Linked DNA regions of Arachis hypogaea: region 1 is linked to region 2. The links are chromatin contacts, called in public Hi-C maps. All regions are on one chromosome and are shown on one strand. The core of a region is the stretch at or near the end of the contact, and the rest is flanking DNA. Distances in the headings are between cores, read along the strand shown.

The links. A called contact is a pair of places that touch in the nucleus more often than the background predicts.
Region 1: a Hi-C map of leaf shows a contact between it and region 2, with 3 times the contacts expected there. The contact joins the promoter of LOC112714637 here to the enhancer-like site in region 2. A contact is called at or near these places in 2 of 8 Hi-C or Micro-C datasets (leaf and an unstated tissue).

Annotation. Positions count from the first base shown.
Region 1 is chr10:2,964,877-2,971,676 of arahy.Tifrunner.gnm2.J5K5, reverse strand. It overlaps LOC112714637 (protein STRUBBELIG-RECEPTOR FAMILY 3), which reads right to left and starts at 4,021. Exons shown (of 15, transcript XM_025766269.3): 1 at 3,368-4,021; 2 at 2,940-3,069; 3 at 2,693-2,761; 4 at 2,476-2,541; 5 at 2,275-2,346; 6 at 1,971-2,042; 7 at 1,826-1,891; 8 at 1,635-1,700; 9 at 1,008-1,372; 10 at 494-879; 11 at 102-373. The coding sequence starts at 3,470.
Region 2 is chr10:2,911,565-2,918,096 of arahy.Tifrunner.gnm2.J5K5, reverse strand. No RefSeq gene overlaps it. Among protein-coding and RNA genes, the nearest start is that of LOC112718121, 6.4 kb to the left of the region's middle. Within about 2 kb of position 5,261, at least 1 of the 3 cell types and tissues checked has open chromatin away from gene starts, as enhancers often do.

The DNA of each region.
Region 1 (6,800 bases), core at 2,772-5,271, 55 kb before region 2:
CATCAAAATGTTGAACAACCTCTCACCAAAATTATAAGTCATTGAGTTTATATAGATGGTAAGGAAAAAATTAGATTATGATGATTGGTTGCTGAACTCACTCTAAAGCTCTTGCAGCTCCAAGAGCCACCTGAATTCGAGCATTCCATGTTAGTCTAATACGGCATTCACTATCGCCATGCAGTGCATCATGCAGGGTTCCATTACTGCAATACTCATACACAAGCAGCCGTTGGCTATACTCGGTACAGTAGCCCGTAAACTTTACAATATTAGGGTGCTGAATTTTTGAGATGTTGGACATTAATTGGAGAAATTGTTCATGGTTCTGCTCCATAGAAGCAGTGGCATCTAATTTCCTCACAGCCAATATCTACAAAGATTATTTGAAAGATATAAGTATGTGAAGCACCAGGTTTCCGCTTTTGTAAGTTAAAATATTAGTTGAAAACAATTCATCATCAGCAAATTAAGAACACAAGAATCTTGTTACCTTTCCATCAGGGAACTCAGCCCTATAAACAGGCCCTAAGGTGCCTTCCCCAATAAAATTTTCTTGGGAAAAGCTATTGGTATATTGTTGAAGTGATGCAATAGAATAAACTTCAAGGGAACATGTTTTGTCATTTATTTCAGACCCTTTGACAGGTATAGCTGGATTGAGGATCAACTTCTGACTTTGTGTCGTTGGGTAAGGACGCGGTGGTGGCTGGAGGTGTGAAAGTTTGGAAGCCTCACTAGTGTTGATTAACTCAGAACCATGATTGTATTGTGAAGTTGCAGATGCTGTTTTCACATATTTTCCTTGTTCATCCTGAACCTTTGGAATCAAATTTGTTTTTCTATTTGGCACTTCAGATACAAGTGATGGTTTCTCAACTGCTACATTTGCCATTGTAAAACAGTATTAAGAGATTACTTCAAAACAGAATGAAAAAGAGGAAAGAAAAGAACTAGACCTAGGTAACACAGATTTACTTTAATCGAAATGGATGAAATATGTTTACCTTTCTCCTCCTGATTGGTTGTTTCAAAGGAAGTGTCACTGCAAGTAGGTTTATGTAAAGGACTTTCGAAGACACCAACATTTTGCTTCTTGGCATTTTTCTTCTCTGGCCTTCGTTTAAAGCACCACAGCATAAAAATACAAACACCTAACAAAATAAATATCAAAAGACCAGCACCAGCAATCCAAATGATATTCTTAGCTATAAATGACTTCCTAGCACTTGCAAGCACTGATGCAGTTGGGGAAAAAGGACTATTTGCTAATCTCCACGGTGATTTCCCAGGGGATGGAGCCATAGCTGCAGGTGATGGGGCTGCGGCAGGTGATGGAATAACACTAGTATTAAATGGATTTCCATCTTTTCTGCAAGGAACATGCCACCATGTTAACATGAATGAATATCTATGAATAAGGTTATGAATTCACTTAGCCTAAGGCCATATACAAAGGAGTTAAGTATAGAAAAATATAACGAATGGCATTTCCTAGTGCAGTATTTCAAATTTTTTCTTTCTACTTCTTATACTGGAATAAAAATACAATATGAAATCCTTCCACAGGATATCTGGCTTAAAATGGACTTCAAATCGAAAATGAACTTATCGACGTTCAAAGAATTCCTCACCTGAAAATAGGGACACTCAGCAGTTTTGGCGGAATTGGCCCGGAGAATGAGTTATTCTCAATATTCCTACATAATAAATTCACAAGGTCAACCAAAAAGTATACTTTGTACTTCCTATGCACTGATTGCAAAGTATTGATAATATTTATTTATATGTTTTGTAAGAAAGATATAGGTAGAAAGAATTGTACAGATCCTGAAGAGGCAGGTCCTGCAAAACATAAAGGGTCCCAGAGAGTTGATTGTTCTGCAAGTATCTGTAGGTAAATACATAAGTAATGAAGAAAGCATCCTCATCTGATAGAAAGTAAACTATACGCAATAAAATTTACTCACAATGTAGTAAGGGATGATAAAGTCCCTGTTGAGGAAGGCAGCTGACCACTCAAGTTGTTATTTGACAAATCCCTGAAGCATAGCACATGATTTTCAATACTGAATACCAATATGATTCAACACAATCTTCTTACATAGAAATCAAACTCCAATACAAAGTACACTTTAGATTTATCCAGTTAAAAGGTTATTGCTTACTGATATAAAGAAAGCAAATTCTCTTTCGAAATGAAGAAATACAGTATGGAGGGAAAAATTAACAAATGAATATGGCATCTCGGGATGAGATAACTCATGAACTCACAAGTGTGACAATTGAGTTAGTAATGATAAAGCATCTGGAATGCTTCCATTTAACTGGTTTCCTGAGAGAGACCTAAAATATCAGAACGAAAGAAAAACTGCTTTAAGTACATTTCTAGATATGCATATGGCAAAAAGATGACTAATTACTATGTCCATGAAGAAAAAGAAAACAAATTCAGATGTGAAAAAGACAACATACAAGCTTGTAAGAGTAGGGGGCAAAGTGAATGGAATGGGCCCTCCAATGTGGTTGTTGCTAAGATCACTGCACAAGAAAGAGAAAGCTTCATTTCTAGTTCAAACAATTACACAATTGGTGCTTAAGAGGTACTAAACTCTCTTGATTAATCAAACAGAACCACGTTTAACGTCTCACTCATCAGTAAACACAATATTGAAATTGAAACAACACTTACATTTCTAAGATGGATGGAAAATTCAAATTACTACCAAGCTCTCCACCCAAATTCAGGCCATCAAGTCTTCTGTCAACCCAAAATACAAGTTTTACTTAGTCTTATTGCACTTAATTAAGCTCTATCAATCAAACAACTAATGAAACATTGAAAATGATAACATTATCATTTCCAACCAATTATATAGAGCATGCAAACAATAAATCAATATTAACCAAAAATAGTTTAGAAAGAGAACTTCACATACATGGAAGTGATGTTGGAAAATACACAGCCAACACCTTGCCACATTTCAAAACATGGATCTCCTCCCACAGGCTTCCACCCTAGAAGAGGCGGTGAGCCAAGAGCAACATATAGACTACTGATTGCTGCAACTGTGACCATAGCACATATTGAGTTAAGAGTTTAGACAAATTCTGCACTTATATGATACATGTTACTTAATTAGGTGAGCTTCCCAATTAAATTTTTAACCATCATCTTTCAAATTGCAAACAAGTTATCATCAACTCTTTGATGATAATATAGTGCAATAAAGCAAAACAAATAACACTTGAAAGCTAAATGAGTTTTGTCGTCTTCCTTTTTTTTTTCAAAGGGAAACAACAGATTATTTCTGCTATTTTTTATTTCAAAAATAGAAATAAAACTATGGAAAGGGAAAGTATCTACCATCAACTACGTCAGTGTCACCAACTGCACAGAAAGTTCCAGCAAGAATCACCATCAGAGTAACAAAGAGTCGAACATGCAACACCAAATTCGTACATCCCATTTCCTCAAAGGGTAAAGTTTCCAAAACCGAGGCCTCCACTGCAACAATGAACTCCAAAGACACACACCAAGTTGAACTAACACCACTGACCAAGACAAAGGTAGAAACTTTGCGGAGAACCTGAGGTAGTTCTGAGAAAGGAAACAAACCCTTTTCAGTGAAGAGCTATACAAACCAAAAATGAGCTGCAGCCCAAAAAAAAAAGAAGCTTTTTTGTTGTTTAATGGTAGGTACTAGGCATGGTGAGTGGAAAGTGGAAATGGGAGCCTAAGGGTACTTAGAAACGAAGATAAGAAGAGTTGGAAAGCCCTAACATGGTCCAACCAAAGCATAAAGCACACTCACATATACATACAGAGAGAGAAAATTTGTGTGTCTGTTTGTGTGTGTGTGTATGAGAGTATGTCATGGCCTATGCTTTGCTCTCTCTTTTTTCACTTGTTCGAAAGCAAAGGAGCAGTGTATTGGAGAAAGAAAATTTGTATATTGAAATGGTGGATTTTGGGGTCCATCACCCGCCACATCAGAAGATTGTGACAGATTCACAGAATGATGGTATCTCTGCAACATATGTCATAAGTAGTAACTCTTCTCACGTTGTATGATTGTATTGTATGGTGTCAAATGTAATCTGTTTGTTTAGTTAGATTATTAGTTGTGACGAGGAACAAGGAACAAAATTCAATACAATGTTGCTACTTAAACCTACAAGGACCAGAGTTAATATTATTGCTTATCAAAATCAAAATTGAGAGGGTATGAAATTCACCTATAATTATCTTTATATAAAGATGATATTTAAAAATTATTAGATAATTTAATAAATTTAAATAAATTATTATCTAAAATTTTTAAATATTAACTTTATATAAAAATAATTATATCTAAATCTTCATTATTATTTAAATAGAATAACATGATTTTAATATTCAAATTAATTATCATTGGAAGACGATTTTGATTATTACGAATAATTAAATATGATGACATCCGAGGCCAAAAAATCTTGAAACAGAGCAAAATTTGATTAAATGCTTTAAAATGGGACAAATAAAAGAATAAAATATCTAGGGGATTAGCAACTTTATTAAATTTTAATTAGTATATAATTAGTAAAAAAATAAATAATCACACATCATTAAATAAAATTTCACACAATTAAAAATATTATTAATGACTATTTAATAAATATAAATCACAAAAATGACTGACTCCTTAACACTCCTTATAAAATAATTACAATAATACAAAAAGAGAAAAAAATCGTAGGAAAAAAAAGCTTTAAATATCTGCATTGTTGTGGTACGAATGGGACGTGGATGCCTATTTCCCATATAAAGTTTACATTCTCAAGAGAGAATGAAATAAATGAAGGTTGACAATATCCCTTCCATAAGCTTATAAATAGGAGGTGAACCTCCGTTAATGTGACATAACAAGAAATAATATTCTCCCTTCTTTAGACACACAGCAATAATAAAATAAAAACAAATGCAATTTTCTCTCTTTACTTTATACTCCTTTCTATCTTTATATATATATTTATGCAATTCTTTCTCTCTTTACTTTTTATACTCCTTTCTATTTATATATATATATATATCACATTACAACATATAATATTATTATATATATATATAAATCATTATTGAGCTAATTATTTTTAACGTTAGAGTCTTCTATTTATACATCTTTATTTTATATTTAATATATCTTTTATTTATTTTACAACACGTTATCAGCACGAGACTCTGATTAAATTTTTAAGAAGACTCAGGTAACAATTTTTCATTATGTCAAAACTCTCTCATCTTGAATTCAATACTCTTGATATATCTGGAAACAATTATTTATCATGGATATTAGATGTTGAAATCCATCTTGATTCAATGGATCTTGGAGATACCATTAAGGCTGAAAATAATGCATCCCAAAATGATAAAGCCAAAGCCATGATTTTTCTTCGTCGTCATCTTGACGAGGGATTGAAAAATGAATATCTCACATTAAAATATCCTGCAGATCTTTGGAAAGACTTTGAAGAAAGGTATAATCATCAGAAAACGGTGATACTTCCTCAAGCCCGATATGAATGGACGCACTTGCATTTACAAGATTTTAAATCTATAAATGAATATAATTCTACAATGTTTCGAATCACCTCACGAATGAAATTGTGTGGGAAAAAAATAACTAATCATGATATGTTGGAGAAAATTTTCTCAACCTTCCATGCCTCGAATGTGCTCCTGCAGCAGCAGCATCGAGAGAAAGGGTTTAAAAAATATTTTGAGTTAATTTCTTACTTTCTTGTTGCTGAACGCAACATTGAGTTGCTATTGAAAAATCATGAAGCGCGCCCAGCTGGCGCCGCCCCATTTCCTGAAGTAAATGTGGCAAATTACCCAGAAGAGGTAAATGGCAAGCTTTTAATAACAAGAAAAATTATGGAAGGAAAAAGAATTATATTCAAAAGAGATGATGTCACCAGAAGTGGGATAAAGAAAGAAATATCGGGCAGAATAAATCAACAGAGGATAAGTGTTTCCGGTGTGGTGGAAAGGGTCATTGGTCACGTACCTGTCGTACCCCAAGGCACCTAGTTGATCTTTACCAGGCATCTTTGAAAAAGGACGACAAGGGAAAAGAGTCAAATTTTGTTTCAAATGATGCTGAAAATTCCACCACTCATTATGATGTATCTGATTTCTTTGAGGATCCTGAAGGAAATATTGGTCATTTGATCAATGATGGAATAGTTTAATATGTGAGACTGTTAAGTATCCATATAAATAAATAATGTAAAGAACTTATTATTAAGTTTTATTTTCTATGTATTTAAGTTTCAAATATGATGTATATAAATAATGAAATATTAATGTTTATGAATTTTGAAATTATTAAATGTGTCATGTTTTAAAATAAAATTTTAGTATATGACATTATTTTATGTACAGTGTTTCTTAGAAAAATAATTCTGATCAAGTATTCAATTTAACTGTGCATACTACTCATTTTATTATTATTTGTCTTTTAAGAAAATGACAAGGATATGTAATGAAGATGTATGCCTTGCGGATAATGCAAGTTCGCACACTATTCTAAAAAATGATATATATTTTACCCATCTTGTGCCAAAAGAAGAATGTGTAATACTATTATTGGCTCAGGCAATGTGATAGAAGGCTCCGGAAGAGCTACAATTTTGTTTTCCGGAGGAACAAAATTCATAATAAATAATGCACTATTGTCTACGAAGTCTTGAAGAAACTTGTTGAGCTTTAAAGATATTCGCCGAAATGGATATCATATTGAGACTATGAATGAGGA
Region 2 (6,532 bases), core at 4,012-6,511:
TAACTTAGAAAGTTTCTTCTTGTGGTGTAATACTACTTTGCCTAAAAAGAAAGGATAAATCGATAAATAGATTTTTGATAACGCACACGTAAATAGTTGACGATATGTTCCAGAGTCATGATTTGGTAATGGTAATTGGCACCAGCGTAGCATAAATCCCTAATTATGTGTCTGAACTATGAGTAATTTAAAACATGTGTTTTATATTCGCTGATTTATAAATTGAGGGTCTGAACTATGAGTAATTTAAAACAATTTAAGATAAATAAACTTTAAGAACAAACTAAAAGCAGATATAATTAGGGTGACTGAGTTATAAGTAACATTCCTGAAAAACAAAAGGGCGCTAAACAAACTAAGCAAATAAATCATTCATACACACCTCGATGGAAAACAACATAAACATATCAATATATGCAGTAAGTTAAATAACTCCAGCATCGTCTTCATTTTTCCTAACGGACTCTTGATCACTACAGCCATGTGTCATTTGCTCCGCTTCAATACCAGTACCACTGAGCAAGACTTTATGCTTATCCTCCAAAGAAGCACCCCTGTGTGTAGGGGTGGCGAGCGGGAAAGCCCGCCCCGCTCCGCCAAAAGCCCGCCCCACCCCGCCTAATGAGACGGTCCCAAAATCCTAGCCCGTCCCGCCTAACAGTGGGCTGGCGGGCCGGCGGGCTAAGCCCGGCAAATAACCTCTTTTTTTTTTTTTTACTTTTAACTATTAAATAATATATATAAAGGCATAAAAAAATCTCTCATATTTTTTACTTTTAACTATTATAATTTTTAAAAGTATAAACAAATTATAATTTTTATATTCACAAATATTAAAGTATTTGTGATTATAAATATCTAATAAATATAATTATAAATCAAGTTTTCATCCAAAATATAATTATAAATATTGTTCTCAAAGCAGAATAAACATAATCCAAAACATAATTATAAATATTGTCTCTAAAACAAAATAAATATAATAAAAAATACTCAATTTTCATCTTCATTCTCTTGTAAGTTGGGTTGGGAGAATTCGAAGCTGGGTTTTGGTAAAAAAATTGTAAAAATACTCCCTTACTAAAAAAATTCTAAGCCCGGCGGGGAAACCCGTCCCGCCCTGCCAAAGTCCGCGGCTTAAGTGGTGCGAGTTAGACAGGCTTTTACTATTTGGCGGTCCCAATTTTTCAGCCCAACCCGCCTTTTTTGGCAGGTTACGCGGGTCGACCTGGTGAGTTTAGGCCCGTTTGCCACCCATATCTGTGTGCCAGTTCATGCCACTTTGCCACCTCATATTGTTCCTGTTGACGAAACTTGTTGATCTGCGCCGTCAATTCATTTGCTTTGTTATCCATTTGGCAAACTGTGATTTTATTCTTCTACCATGCAATCCGCAACATCATTTCCAGCCGCCGCCGTGCCTTCTCCTCTTCCTCCACTTCCAACTCCTTTGCCTTCAACCTGACGTTGGCGATCAACTGTACCACATTCGCCACACTCAGTTGTTCTGTGGTCATTTCAAGTTTAGCTTTCAAATTCTCCTCCTTTTTGACCAGTGCGGCCTCAACTAGGTCATAGTTTATGCATTTTTCTTTTTTACGGATGATGTCGATCAGATCGGCGATCGACAGTTCCGCAAATAGTGTGGCTTGGGTTCGTGATGGATTCCTACAACATTCTCTCAGAAGAAGACGGCAACGCGAGGCCGACGATGACGATGCTTCAAGCAACGATTCTACTTCTGGCGTTACTAGTGAAAAGTGGATATTTTTTATATTTCTTATACATTTAGTGTGCGTTACTAATGGAAAGTGAAAAGTTGTTTTGTATTTTTTTTTGTAATTAGCATGTTTTAATTTTTCATCTAACATTTAAGTTTTTAAAATATAAAATAATCATTTTTAACATGCGTAAATAATTTTTTTCTTTATTTTTGAAAAAATAAAAGATTAATTTAAACTACTTCGATGAACAATAAAAAAGCAAAACATAACAGTTATTTTGTGAGTAATTAAAATAAACAATTAAAATACGAATAATAGAACATTAAAATTGATTAAACCATTCAGTATTAGATGAACAATCGAACAAAAACATTAAATTATTACATTAAATAATAATTAAAATACTTTGTAAAACAAAAGTAGTTAAATAGGATATAGAACAGAAGTATTATATGTGTTCATGAAAGCAACTAAATAGGATAGATATGATGACACGTTTTTAATTAAATATAATATATACTATTACGATATATGCTTAAATTATAATAATATAATATTCCGTATTTTTATTAATATCACCTAGAAGCATCGGTAAAAAAAAAAGAAAAAATTTAGAGAAACGTATGCGGCATTAAATCCACTTAGCTTAATGCTAGTATATTAAAATTTTAAAAAGATATAATATGGACAAATTAATTAATATAATAATTCTCCAATAATTCTCCCCTCTTTCGCCCCCAAAGTACTTGCAAATGGCTGAACATCCTTGTTACGATTTTATGTTTCACATATTAAATATGCTTTTTCAATTTTATGTATCTCTACCTTGCATGAGTATATCAAATATCTTGTGCATGCATGGGATCTTTCTAAAATTTTGGTGTCATAGGCTCTTCTTTTATTAGCCTAAAGTTACCTTTTATTGGAGAAAAGAAAGTTATATATGCACGAGAAAAGGTAGACGTTGAACACTTGCATTGAAAGGAACCAGCAACAAGATGCGAAAATGGTAAATAAATAAGAAATGATGGTATTTTGTAGGCAAGCAACAAACACAAAGAAACAAAAAGAGTGAAAGAAATTAAAATACGGATTCAAAGGGAACATGCTTATAAAAAGCATCTAAAAAGACGATAGATCGGAAGCAAATCCAAATGAGATACTACTTCTGCACTGCTTGAAGATTTTTTTTATTATTATTATTTTTCTTTTTTCTCATTAAGAAAATCGTAGTTCGGCTGTAGGCATAGGCTTGCATATGTGTCATAGTGTGTGTTATTTAAATTTAGGTTTAATTATTCTGTTGGTTTTTATAGTTTTATCAAATTTTTAATTAGATTTTTATATTTTTTTTCTTTCAATTGAGTTTCTATAATATTTTTAATTTTGTAATTACGTCATTTTTATGCTAAAAATATTAAAATTAACATAATATTTTTATCAAAATATATGCCGTCAAAAGATTTAATTAAGTTTTTAATTATAAATACCTTTAATTTGCGAAAAAATATTCAGTTAACTCAATCTTTTTTACACTAGGAAGGACTTAATTACAAAATGAAAGGAGTGTAGGCACCCAATTGAAAAAAAAAGTATAAGAATTTAATTAAAAATTTGGTGAAACTATAAGAACTAACAGAATAATTAAACCTTAAATTTATTATAAAAATGTGTATGATATCATACAAAATCTAAGAATACAGTTTAAATTTAATAACTAATTTTTAGTGTGTATATAAATATTTTTTAAGATTTGAAGGAGGTAAAAAAATAAATATCAATACCGAGTATAATACACTGTTTAGAAAGTAGAAACACATCAAAACAGTATAGCCTATCAAGAAAATGACCCTTTTTGCTATTTCCATGCTAAACTTTGGCTTAATAATATTGCATGCTTTAGCAATCTATCATCATCTTTATCTTCTTTTTCGCCTTTGAAGATTTGGTGCCCCATGATAGAGATTTTCTTTGATTAAATTTCACTATCAAACATGTGTTGCCTATTACAGCCCCAGCAGATCTTTGCTCACATGCTAATCCTTTCACATTTGTAATTGTGCATGGCAAATACTTTTTTTAATCTTCGAGTAACAAAAAATAGGTATTTAACTTTTTATCTTGAAAACAAATAAGTTATCGACTAATTAAAAATACAAAAACATTTATCATTTTCTAAAATACAAGACATTTAAGTCTTTTTGAAAAAGCGATTTGTCTTTATATATCTTGGACAGAAAAATTTAAATATCTTATATTTTCAATTAGTTAAGAATTTATGTTTTTTCGAGTAAAAAAATTATGAACCTATTTATTTTTTTCTTTTCATTTTTATTTTGCCTTTTGGCTGCTCCTAAAGAACGGCAATGTCCTTGAAAAGGTTTGGGCATTGTTTTTTAAGGTCTGAGATTTTTGGGCATTCATAAAAACTCTCTTTTTACATACATAAATCTAAATCTTGTACTTTGAAACTATATTCAAGCAATCCCACAGGGCCCATATATTGATTGTATCAATTGGATTTACATCATTTGTATAAATAATTGTATTATGATGGCATGTTGATATTCTAACTATATGTAGGTGCTGTCTGAAATTTAACAATTTTGACCAAAGAGGCAATGTGGAAAGCAACCACACCCACTTTGTGTTGCAAGTATCATGTGGAAGGAAACCCCTCTTTTGTCCAGTTTTTTGGGGACTTGCACCCAAAGAATTCATGATCATGACTAATTGCTTGTTCTGAATGCTGTAGAAGAATCATTCAAAAACATTAAGGGTGACAAAGACTTTTTAACAGAAACCACCTTGGCACTTACCTATATTTATATATTTGGCAAACAGAATTCTCCTAACAATAGGAATAGTAACATTTACATAGGAAGAAGAAAAAATATTGTCTTAACATGCCATAGATATATTTATTAACATATGAGAGAGTGTTATATTATACATTGGTTAAAAAAGAGTCTGAATAATAAGAAGAAAGGGGAGTTGGGTGGGTTTAGTTAATTAAGCACATGAAGAAGAAAATGGGGAAATGGAACCTAACATGTATAAAAAGGTCCAGCTATGAGTGATAGGGATGGGGAAGAAGGGTTATAGGGATAATATTGAGTGGACAGTTGGGAGTGTTTGGCTATTTTGTGATTGCAAGTAATTGGTCCTGCCATATTGATTCAATATGGTTATGATCACAGAAATCAGTACAAACTAACAAAAATGGGGTAACCAGTTCATTCCCTTCTTGGCCATACCCAAGTGGTAAAGTGGTAGCATGATTTATTACTTATTAGTTAGGTGTAAGTGAAAATCACAAATGTTGATTTTGGTAAGTACTCAAATGTTATAATTGGATAATGTAGACAAAACACTACCAAAATAGATTTAAGACTAGAGATTAGCATAGATAAATTAATGTAGCAGAAAAGTGGGGGTCCAATAAGAGGAAAGGAGTTTGCATAGGGTGCTAAGAGTGGCTCTGATGGGAAGAATGACAAGTCATCTAAAAAGGGGGGAGGCCCACATGTGGGGGGCAGCATAAGCTATGGTGTGGTATTGGATTGGAATGGGACAAGCTAATGCAAAGGGGGGAATTTAATCAAAGGGGGGCTATTGGTGTATAAAGCAAAAGTCAAGTGTGTCTTTACAGGAAGAGGACAAAAGGGGTTAAGAGAGAATCAGATGTGGGGGGTGCAGAATGCTATCAGAGCAACCCACATGGTTTCTGGTTTGGCTTTGTGTGGGAGACAAACCAGTTAGGATGCAAAAATATGCCAGCTTTGATTTGATTGATCAACCATGCTTCTTTTTTCATCCCCTCACTTCTTGTTAGATTTTTTACTCTTGCCATGTCTCTTTCTTAATTTCTTCTCTTGGTTCTTTCTTTCTGTAGTTTAGTAGATGCATATATATTCACTCAATCAATGCAAGCTGAATCAAGTTTTCTTTTCTTTTTTTTTTCTTTTTAAATTATTTTAGGGGCTAGCAATTTGTTTCTTTCCCCTGCATGTGCACAAGTATGGGGATAATATACAATTTTACACTATTTCATGTAAACTCAGTAAGCCAAGAAAAATTAAGGAATTACAATGTTAACTGTCATGGCATACAAATTAATATTTGAATGACTTTTTTTCTTTCTTATGATGTTGCCGCATGGGTAGCTATTATTACTCCTATATAGTACTGGACCCATGCTTTAAACTACTGCAGATTTTGGTGTAAATATGGTATAAACTCAATGTGCTTTTATTTTTTCATTTATGTTGTCAAGATTCAAAATTTATTAGATATAAACTAGTTTAACTCCTGGCAATACACAGTTACTTACTAATTTGTTATGTTAGAAAAAATCAGTTACTCCTTAAAATTTAAATATATAGCAGCATAACAATATAAGTCAATCAATTGGTGGAAGATTATTATCCTAACTTACTTAACTACAAGCTTATATAGTTAAATTTGTCTAAGTAAATAAATAGTTGAAATAGTTGAGATTATAAGCAAAAGAAGCAAGGAATTAATTTATGGATAAGAATATTGGATTAGCATTGAGCAATGAAAGATCTATCATAATGAAACGAAGTCCCCTAGAATCAAGCAATTTCACCGAAAAGGAAGTTGATGAGAGGAGGAGTTATATATAGTTAAGAGAAAATCGGAGGATGGATCTTTATTACTCAATTTCGTTATGTTACATAGCATTAATTAATTATTTAATATTTAATATGATATTGTTTCATTTTCATTTGACAACAACATTCTGAAATCTCTGATAGAGAAACGACCTTAGACTTTTTGGGGCT